2 separate regions of the Triticum aestivum genome follow, and region 1 is linked to region 2. Evidence: chromatin contacts called from public Hi-C data. All regions are on one chromosome and are shown on one strand. The core of a region is the stretch at or near the end of the contact, and the rest is flanking DNA. Distances in the headings are between cores, read along the strand shown.

Region 1 (5,100 bases), core at 1,917-4,416, 200 kb before region 2:
ACACTGGAATTTTATGTGATTTAATTTGGTTTTAGCTGTTTCTTTAAATGACAATTTATTTAATTTATAGCGCGAGGTGCGATTATCACACATTGTGTCACCATAAGCGTTCATGCTAAATTTAAAAGTTTACCATTGGCTTGAATTAAGGGTTCATGGAGTTTTTCTGCTTACTCTTTCATGTGTTGCCATTTAGGATACTGGAATTTTAGTTCTGCCAACCATGGCTGGACACCCTTTGAAAAGGAACTCTAAACAGAGATTGTCATCCGAATTTGAAGATAAAATGTACGCATTTGTCAGCATTGCTGCACTTTCAGGCTGTTGCCAGGTAGTTTATTTAGCTGCTTTCAGGTAGTTCTTTTCTTTTCCTACGAAATTTACAACCAATTCATGAGCCACTTCACTTTTGCAGGCCACTGTTCCCTTGGGAAATCACAATGATCATCCTATATCTATTTCATTTGTAGCAGCTCATGGATCAGACAAGTTCCTTCTTCGTGCTATCTTGGATATGCATTCAGCCATCCAAGAACAAATAGTTTTGGCATCCAAGTTGGCACTTCCGCCAGTAATTGATCGTGATGTTGATACATCAGAGCTGTTGAAAGAAAAGGTATATCTCGTTCATTTGTAGCAGTGCATGCATCAGACGAATTCATTCATCATTTTACCTTGGATATGTATTTTCCCATCCAAGAACACATAATTGGGCATCCAGGTTCGCACTCATCAGTAACCGACGGCAATTTTGATGCATCATAGCTGTTTAAAAAGGTCATTTTTTTTAACGATATGTTGACATTTTGTTGCTAAGGGTTGTGTTGCCGAGGGATGTGCTCGTTTCCGACGGGGCAACCTCGGGATTTGATGCGGAAGGCTACGGCTGTCCATGGTGACGAGCGGTCGCCCGAGGGAGGAGCAACGGTGAGCTGGCGGCGGCGAGGGAGGGGATGGGCTCGCCGGTGACCGCATCTGTGTGTGCTCGAGGGAAGGGATAGGGGGGGGGGGGGGCGTAGGGACCCTGCGGCAAACCTCCACGGCCATAGGCGGCGGCGGGCGGTGGCAGCGCTTGGCTGGGCTGGTCACCGTTGGGAGCAGGCGAGGCGTGGCGGTTGGTGATGAAACTTCCCTCCCGCCAACGGAAAGGGGAGCCTGCAAAAACGGGTGAAATCCCGCAGACATGGAGGAATTGGGCTTGCGGATTCTAGATCCCAAAAAAAAAAATCGGGATGGCCGGATTTGGAGGATCTGTTCGGGCCGGGGATACGGGATGGATCCCGCAAACCGGCGGTTATTATAGCAGACGGCCCGGTTTGCGGGATCTGCTAGAGATGCTCTAAGATTGTGTTAGTTTTGCCTGTTTCCTATCTGGTCCTACACACTGATTTTGGTACTCAGTGAGCACGGATAATTTTTTGGTCCTGTATCGAGTGTGAGTCCAAACCCTGAGTAGTATAAATATATAAGAAGATTGTGCATTGACTACCAAGCACTGGAAAATAACAATAATAAAAGAATAAAAAATTCTAGCTTTCATGTATTCAATCATGTTCATGGTTTGGGCAATCCACAATTTGGTTTTATGTTTGCTTGACAGGGAAATAATTCCTTCAAAAGAAAACAATGGAGCAAAGCCATTGAATTCTATTCCGGGGCAATCAAATTGAATGACACAAATGCGACATACTATTGCAATAGAGCAGCTGCTTATCTGGAACTTGGCCGGTATGCTTTCAATACCATTCCCTTTGAACACAATTGCCTGAAATCAGCACTATCAAGCTCATGCATTTTGAATCTTATGCAGTTTCAAGCAAGCTGAAGCGGATTGCGACCAAGCCTTGCTGTTGGATAAAAAGGTAAGTGGCTTTTTGTTAGTCACTTCTCCATGGTTACAAAATATCACTACCATCTTGTGCTGTTATTTATGGTGACATCAGAGATTCACATTTCTTCTCTATGCTGCTGTTGCCTCAGAATGTTAAAGCATACCTACGACGAGGTACCGCAAAAGAAAGTGTTTTGAATTACCAAGAAGCTCTGCAAGGTGTGGAAATTTTCTAGCATGCAATTATTTCTTACTAATATATCTGATTGAAACAGTGGGGTCTTTCATGATACTCTTGCTGGTCGCTAATAGCTCAGCACCCAGCAAAGCTGGTAAAGAGTTGAAGCCAGCGTAACTGGCAATTGTAGCCATCTAGGCTTAACATTGAGTTGACTGATTTCACTTTCTTTTCGAGGAAATAGTCAGGAATAGAATGATCTTATTATAGATGTTCTGGTAAAACTAGTTGGCAGCAATAGCATAGCTTATGTTTCTGTAATAGTGATATTCATTTTTCTCAATCTCATTGGTCTTGCCTTCCGTGTACAGATTTCAGGCATGCTTTAGCTTTGGAGCCGCAGAACAGAACAGCCCTTGCAGCAGAGAAAAGGCTACAGAAACACCTCAGGTGATTCGGGTGGCGGAGCTGGAAAACTGCAACCTTCAAATTTTGTGATCAAACTAGTCTGTAAAGGAAAGAGCCCTTCTGCTCCGTGAGGAGAATTGGTCGCAAGACACTGAACACTTGGCTTCTGTAGTGCCACCGGGTGTCGTTGTTCTCGTTTCATAAATTGAAATTTTTGGCATGAGTTCGTGAAGATATTGGCATCTTCTGAGTGCATCTGAAACAACTGGCAAGAAACATTCCAACTGTGTTTGGTTGAGGCTGTAAAACTTTTACATCCAATACGGCAACGTGTGATAGCGGTTTCTCAACACCTTGCATGAACTACAGTATGTACCAAGAAATTCTAAAACGACTGGCAATTCAACTCATGCCACTCTGCCCCCGTGGAAACGTGACCACAAGTGAAGGATAAGTCACTGAACACCAGACAGATATCCACGGTTCGGCGGTAAAAAACTGCCAGAAAAGAGCCACGAACGACTGAACCACGATCTCCCCCGTGGACAAACGCTCGACGCCAGACCGCCGGTTCACGCCAGTTGGCCGAAGCAAACTGCACCGACGAGTCGCCCGACGGCGACCTCCAGCTTGTCCCCTCCTTCCTCTGCGCGTCCGTATGTGTGAGCACGCTCGACCTGGGTCTGTGCAGTGGCTTGGATAAGCAAGCAAACGCCTTCGTTTCTTCCACCTCACAGATCACTTTCTTCTGGAGATCGGTCGAATGGAGACGACGCAGCAGCAGCGCCGGCACCAGCTCCGGACACCCATGGACCCGCTCGTGTCCCTCGCCGCCAGCTTCCTCTCGGCCTTCTCGCCGTCGTCCAGCGAGCAGGGCACCACCACCTCCACGATACTCCTCCTGCCGCTCCCGGTCGCCGCGGCGCGCGCGCTGTCCGTGCTCCGCCGGCTGGCGCTGCTCGCCACGCAGGCCTTCATCTCCCTCTTCTTCGCGTTCCTCTCCGCGCTCTCGCCCCCGCCCCCGCCGCCGCCCCCCTCGCTCGCGCCCTCGCTGCCGCCGCCGCTGCGCGGGGACCGCGCGGGCGCGGGGGCCACCGCCGCCGTGGCGTCCACCTGCGTGGAGCGCGCGCTCGGGCACGTGCTCTGGGTTGCGTCGCGGCTCCCCGTCGCCTCCCGCAAGCACGAGCTGGTGCGCGGGCTGGCGGAGCGGCTGCTCGACGAGAACAACGTGGGCGCGCGGGTCGCCGCAGTGACCCGCGCCGCGCTGGCCGGGGCGTTCGAGCGCACCCTGCGGCAGCTGGAGGCGTCGGCGGGCGGCGAGTGGGGCCCGCCCGGGATGGAGCTGGCCGTGCGCGCGGTCAGGTCCGGGGTGCGGTGGTGGAGGCCGACCGTCGCCGCGCTGGAAGGCAACGACGCGTTCGGCGGCCCCGCGGCCGAGAAGCTCGCCGCCGAGCTGCTGTGGCTCGGGCAGAAGATGGCCGAGTGCGGCGCGGCGCGCGAGGCCGCCGTGCAGTTCGGCGCCGCGTCGCGCCTCGGCAGCCGCGCGCTCGTCGCCGAGCCCACTCTCCAGGTCGCGCTGCTCCGGCTGGCTGGTACGTGTTACGGGCAAACCATTTCCTTCCTTCCTTGAGAAACTCCGAAGGGAAGAGAGAGTTTTTACGGTACCCTATACTGGTAACAGGGAGGAAGCGGTATATTAAAATCTGACCGCTGATTTCCTGAGGGTAGGATAGACATAAATTTTCTGTCATGGGAACCTTAGCGACGTCGTCGGTCAGCGGATATTGGCGATGGGAAACCAAGACGGCAAGCTCCGCCGCCATGTCCCACGACTCCTCCACAGTCTCCTTCGACCTCTGCTCTGGTTGCTGGACGGAGGTGCCCCCCGAGCCGTCGTCCTTGACCACGACCTCCTCCTCGAGCTCGTCTTATTCGTTCCCGTCGTTTTCATATACAGTAGCGTCGTCTCGCTGAAGCCGGCACCCTGTCCGCCATGGACGAGTCACTGGAGCTCGTCTCGCATGCACACACCCAGCCACGCGTGCGCCCGTTCGCGCTCCACGCTCGCAGCAACAGCCGTCGTGCATGCCCCGCAGCACCGCAGTAGCTGCTCGTTCGCTCCCGCCTCCCGCACGCAAGCAGCCCCGCAGCACCGCCGTAGCTGCTCGTTCGCTCCCGCCTCCCGCACGCAAGCAGCCCCGCAGTAGCTGCTCGTCCACTCCCGCCTCCCGCACGCAAGCAGCCCCGCAGTAGCTGCTCGTCCGCTCCCGCCTCCCGCACGCAAGCAGTCCCGCAGCCTCGGGTCGCCTCGCCACCGTCCGCGGACAGCGTGATCCGAGAGGGCAGGCCGGGGCAGCCCGCAGCCAGCCGCCATGGTCTCGCCTGCCTGGCATGGCCGGCCGCCGTCGTTGGCGAGCAGCGTGCGCCGGGAGGCATCGGATGTCCGGAAGGCGTAAAAGTCGGTTCGAAGGTGCTGCACCTTGCCGGCCCAGCCGGCCTTGTCACGGCGGACCAGTCCCCAGAGGGCGAGACGGCGGGCTGAAACTTTTTACTCCCAAAATGCCCTCGCGATTTGTATACTGGAGGACGGGAGAGAAGCGGTGCAAGCTATACCGCTTGCGATTCTATTGGCAAATTGGAGCAGTACAGATCGATCGTCACCATTAGATTTCAAGAATGGATG
Region 2 (5,028 bases), core at 1,510-4,009:
CGGCGAATGGAGCCGGGGACTTCCTCGTCGTCGGGCTCCGGCTCGCTGGCGCTCCGCCCCGTCAAGCCAGAGCCGGAGTAGACGCCGCTCCGGCGCCGCACCCGCAGCGGTGCCCTTGTCATCAACGCCCGCCCCTTCCCGCGCTCCTTCCAACTGGTCCGGCCGAAGCTCGAGCCGGGGCTGCTCCCCGTGAAGCCGGAGCTCGCGGACATGGTGGCCCCCGACGACGAGGCCGCCCTCAAGTGGGCGAGGGAGGACTACGTCCGCGAGCAGGTGCGCCGCCAGCGCCGGGCATACGCTGAGCTCCAGGCTCGGCGCCGCGGGCGCGAGGAGGGTGGCGTCATCGTCCTCGACAGCGACGAGGAGGACGAGGTCGGGCCGTCCAGCGCCCCTCCGCGCGTCGGCGACCCTGGCCAGGGGTGCAGCAGGGACGACGACGGCGGCGGCGGCGACTACACCCGTTTCTATAGGCTTCTCGGCATGTAGATGGAGTGCGGTGGCCGCAGCGTAGCAGGGCTAGGCGTAGTTTGCATGATTTTATCTATTTTTTGTACAAATTTCAATGAAGTTTTGCCGAGTTTGTGCCAGATCGCCGAGGTTTGTACAATTTTGTATGAAATGAGTTCGCGCGATTTTGGCGGCGACCTGGGGGCGTCGACTGGGCACGCAATCGCCCCCACGCGCCAAGCAAACGCCGGTTCGCCCCTAGACGGCTCTTTTTCGGCGTCCTGGGGGGCCGAACGGCTGGAGATGCTCTAAGCTGGATAAATCTCTCCTTGTGTGCACCATCCAGATCAATGGCACAATTGTGCCACCCCATATTGAATACTTCCAGTGGCGGTGCCAGAAATTTTGTGAAGGACAAGTTTAAGCCCAACTATATATTCTAAAAATTAATATTGGGAGTTTGGACCATGTTTTTTTTCTTGATACCGGTCTCTTTCCTATAGAGACCGATAGAACCGGTTTTCAAAAATATAATTAGTTTTGCCTTCCCCCAAGTATTTAAATGAATTTTGAATTTATATTCATTTATCAGCAGAATATATACTAGTATTTAACCTCGAAAGCACTTCCGGAGTCTAGGGGGGTGTTGTTTTAAAATATGTATACGTGTTCTATTTGACACTACCCAAACGTCTAGCAAAAATATTCGGGGTCCAACAAAATATCCAGTAACCGAACGGTTTCCAAAATTTTGTTGACCAGTAAAAATACCTTTGATTCTAATACACAACATATAACCACAAATCTATTTTAACAGTGAAGAAGTAATATATAGCCTGAATGACCAACTGGGCATGCTTTAACCTCTAAATTTAAACCCTAATAAATCTATCAATCTTCGAAAGTTAGCAATCTCACCTATCACAAAAGAGGGGATAAGAAGCCGCCGACCGAGGATGCAAGCCGTTCCTCAGATGGATCTGCTTCGGAGCCCGCGGCCAGCCACGCGCACAGCGGAGGCCAGCCTCCACTCGCCACCGTTCCGTCTCCAATCGACCCCAGAGTACCGCCATCTGCAACAGCCGAGCAGGCCAGGTCGCGGGGAGGTGGATTGATCAACTGATCGTGGTCCTCTTTTTCTAGAAAATATTGTGGTCTTTTTCGTGTGGAGTAAACAACAGCCGATAGACGGCTTGCTAGACCAGTAGCCGAATAGGCCTATAATCCCACGTCAATCATGTCCATCTAAGAGCAAGTACAATAGTGGGCTATAAGCCCGCTTACATAACACTTTTGCCTATGTGGAGGAGAGAGACAAGGAAAAAGTCATGGAGTGGGCTCTCATGCAAGAGCCAACCTCTATGCCTGCTCCTAGGTAAAGGCATTTAATGAGAGAAAAGAGATAGAAAGAAAGTGAAAAAAGGTTATGAATTTATAGCCAACCTTATAGCCAGCTCTATTGTATGAGTAATTAATAATACTAACTCTTGATGACATGTCATGTCTATATAGCCAGCACGCTGGCTATACTATTAACCATGCTCTAACCCATTTACTGAAGGAAAAGAAAGCCCATTACCTGATTACCCTACCACAACCAGCCCATCTGCCCGGGTAAAGCACGAGGCGTTGACGATTTTTCATAGTATAACGGGGCCATTGTACCTAGCGTGTAGCGAGAGAGCCCGGGCAAGTGCCCAGGGTCGCCGGGCGCTGGCTCCGCCACTAAATACTTCAGGGAAATACCACGACATAGTACAAGGCGTTGATGATTAGGGTGAAGTGAAAGGTTGGGACACCAGGAAGGCAGGAACGCTGGTGCTCAGGAGCCAAAGTGAGTTTCCGTAATCTACCTCCATGGTTACGAAACTGCAACGCAAGAATGCAGAAGAGCGAGCGCGGTACACTGGACGGCGGGATGGAGCTCAGCGTAGCCACGATGCCCATCCGACGGCGGAAACGGAATTGGCGGTTTGGTCGGCTCACCCGCACATGCTCCTTGCACGCCAGATTCCCGCCACCGCTGGAAACCCGACCCACGCAACAAATCGATCGTGTGGTGCTGGCCAACCCAGCTCATTTCCATGTGGGGCCACGGGAAAACGCTGGCCCAGAGTCAGCGAGCATTCGTTACATGATTTCCCATTATTGTCCACATGGGCAGGCGTGACGGGCGGTCTGGTCGGAAGCAGCCAGGCCGTACTGGTCGGTGGCTTTATTCCACAATATCACGCAAGTTGCTTGGATCTATCGTAGTTTACACACCCCACTTCGCCACTATGCTTGCGGTAGGCAATAAGCAAAGAGCCAAAGATCAGCCGTGGGATTAAAGAATAACATGTGCATGGCACTTGCCATTAACAAATATCGGGTACAGATCAAGAGGAACGACTTGCAGGTTGCATCTTGCAAGTCAACCGTCCATCTCCCTATAAAAGGCGGCACGGCGATGCCTCCGAGCCATCGCCCGGAGGTGATCGGACTGTACGTCTCTCTGCTCTAGAGAGCGGCTGTGGCCTCGGCCGGTTTCCCTTCTCGATCCCCGACTGTCTATCTCTATTTTACATCTTGGTTTCTTTTCTTTCTGTTAGATCCCTTGATCATCTTCTTCATTTCCTCCGTTGAACATCCTTGCACGATCAATCTTTTTATGATCAACTTGCTGGAAAACTTCTGCATGTTGTTTTAGTAGAATTTCCTTCTTGCCTAATATTGTTTGGCCGTGCGTACTCTCTCTCTCTCTCCTAGATTGGATATGGATGATGTTCTCGTCCACCGATCAGCAGGCGGCCACAACTTCCGCCGGAGGTCTGCCGGCGGAGGCGGCCGGAGGGTCGCCCCCATGAGCTTGCCACCGTTGCCTCCGAGCGCCTACGGTTTCTTCCCTTATTCCTCGGCTCCTCCGGGTCCATTTCTATACCCGCCGTATAACTTCTACTCGTGTGGCTCTCTCCCTCCCCTGCCGTTCAACCACCCCGGTCTCCCACCCCGCCCTCCGGCCACCAGGGCCAAACACGCCACGTTCCCATACCAGCCGTCGACTCTGCCGCCTCGTCCGGCCGCCGTCACCAAGGTCAAACAGACAACGGCGACCGGGATGACGGTGTCGGCGCCGAGGAAGATGCTGGAGGGCAAGAGCAAGAAGCCGAGGACACCGAGGTCCGCAGAGGAGCCTCCAAGGGCGCAGCGGAGGAAGCCGCTGCAGAGGGCGGCGCCGCTGCCGGCGACGTCGGCGGTCACGGAGGCGCTGGACGACCTGGAGCGCGAGGTGACACGGGGCTTCGTGGAGGACCTGCTGCACGCGCTCGCACCGCCGCCCAGCAGCCTGCCCCTGCCCACCTTCTCCCTCGTCAGGGCGGCCGCCACCAAGGTCCCGGCGCCATGCACGGTGTAGCTGGTCCTGGACACCTTCATCGACGTCGAGTCGACAACTGCCTCTGCCGGGTTCATTTTTATTTTATTTTATTTTATGTTCCTTTCTCCAAGTTTTTTTCTTTGGATGGAAGAAACGCCGCCATAAAAGGGATCGATCTAGTTTTAATTTTCGTTCCTTTTTTTTTCATTTTCTCCTGGGAGTTGTGAGGTCAATGTAAACCTGGGCAAAAGTCTAGGTTTGCATAGTATTGGTAGTTGAATTCTTGATGTATGAGGCATGCTTTTAATTGCCATGATATATGAAGATCAACATGTTCTTTTCTTTAACCTGGACCAAGAGGTCAACACGTACGTTTGTGTATATTTGTAAGCTGCTCCAAATTTATTTACAATCTCACTTACTATTCTAAGCTTGTGGACCAATATCATCACCATGCTTGTTGGAATTAACCACGACGTGTGGTACGTCCGGCTCTGACTTGGGTAAACATCGAGTTGTATCAGAGTGCTCTAACCAATGACCCAGCTGCCCCGTCTCAGAAACCCTAGACGGCCGCCATAGCTACACCCACTCCCCACCAGCCACACGTCCCCTACTCCGCATGTCGCTCCGACGGCGGGAGAGGGTGGAGATCCTGGATCTACATTGTAGCTCTGTAGTTAGATCTATTAGGGTTACAGTTTGGTTCTCTGATGGCTAAGGTAGTCCGAATAGTGACTTTGAATTGGATTGGAGCTCCGATGGTAGGATCACAATAGCGCCATCTCTTTTATCGTTTTTTATGGACGGTCTCCAAGCACCTTTGCTTCATCTCAATGGGACTAAAGCTTTTCATATGTTCAATGCATTCGTTAGCACCTAATCAGTTGTCATTATCACCAAAATCCACTTAGCGTATAGATGTTCTTTCAGGAAGCTTACCAATCTCTCGCATGAGCTTGTCCACATGGTCTCCAAGATCATGAAGGTGATCGTTGTACCCCTTTGACTTAAGGCATCCTTCTTCACATTTGCAATCTCAATGGCGTTGTGGGAGCATAAGCCAGAGATGGCCTTTTGAGCTTTAACCATGAGCTTGCTTGACCAAAGAAGCCTTGCCTTTCCTCCTATATGCGCTGTTAGGAACCTTCTCCTTATCAAAATTATCAAGCCTATGAGTCCATTTTTAGTGGCGGATGTCCTTGTAGAGAGGATTTGACACTTTA

The links. A called contact is a pair of places that touch in the nucleus more often than the background predicts.
Region 1: a contact with region 2 is called in a Hi-C map of leaf, with 4 times the contacts expected there. The contact joins the promoter of LOC123145593 here to the promoter of LOC123141841 in region 2. A contact is called at or near these places in 2 of 5 Hi-C or Micro-C datasets (leaf and root).

The regions. Positions count from the first base shown.
Region 1 is chr6D:430,193,812-430,198,911 of IWGSC CS RefSeq v2.1, reverse strand. It overlaps LOC123145593, which reads left to right and starts at 3,166. Exons shown (of 2, transcript XM_044565057.1): 1 at 3,166-4,009. The coding sequence starts at 3,181. LOC123145592 (outer envelope protein 64, mitochondrial) reads left to right here. Exons shown (of 13, transcript XM_044565056.1): 8 at 197-331; 9 at 416-616; 10 at 1,601-1,728; 11 at 1,811-1,862; 12 at 1,981-2,050; 13 at 2,381-2,649. The coding sequence ends at 2,463.
Region 2 is chr6D:429,992,998-429,998,025 of IWGSC CS RefSeq v2.1, reverse strand. It overlaps LOC123141841, which reads left to right and starts at 2,759. Exons shown (of 1, transcript XM_044560906.1): 1 at 2,759-4,149. The coding sequence starts at 3,203. The coding sequence ends at 3,841.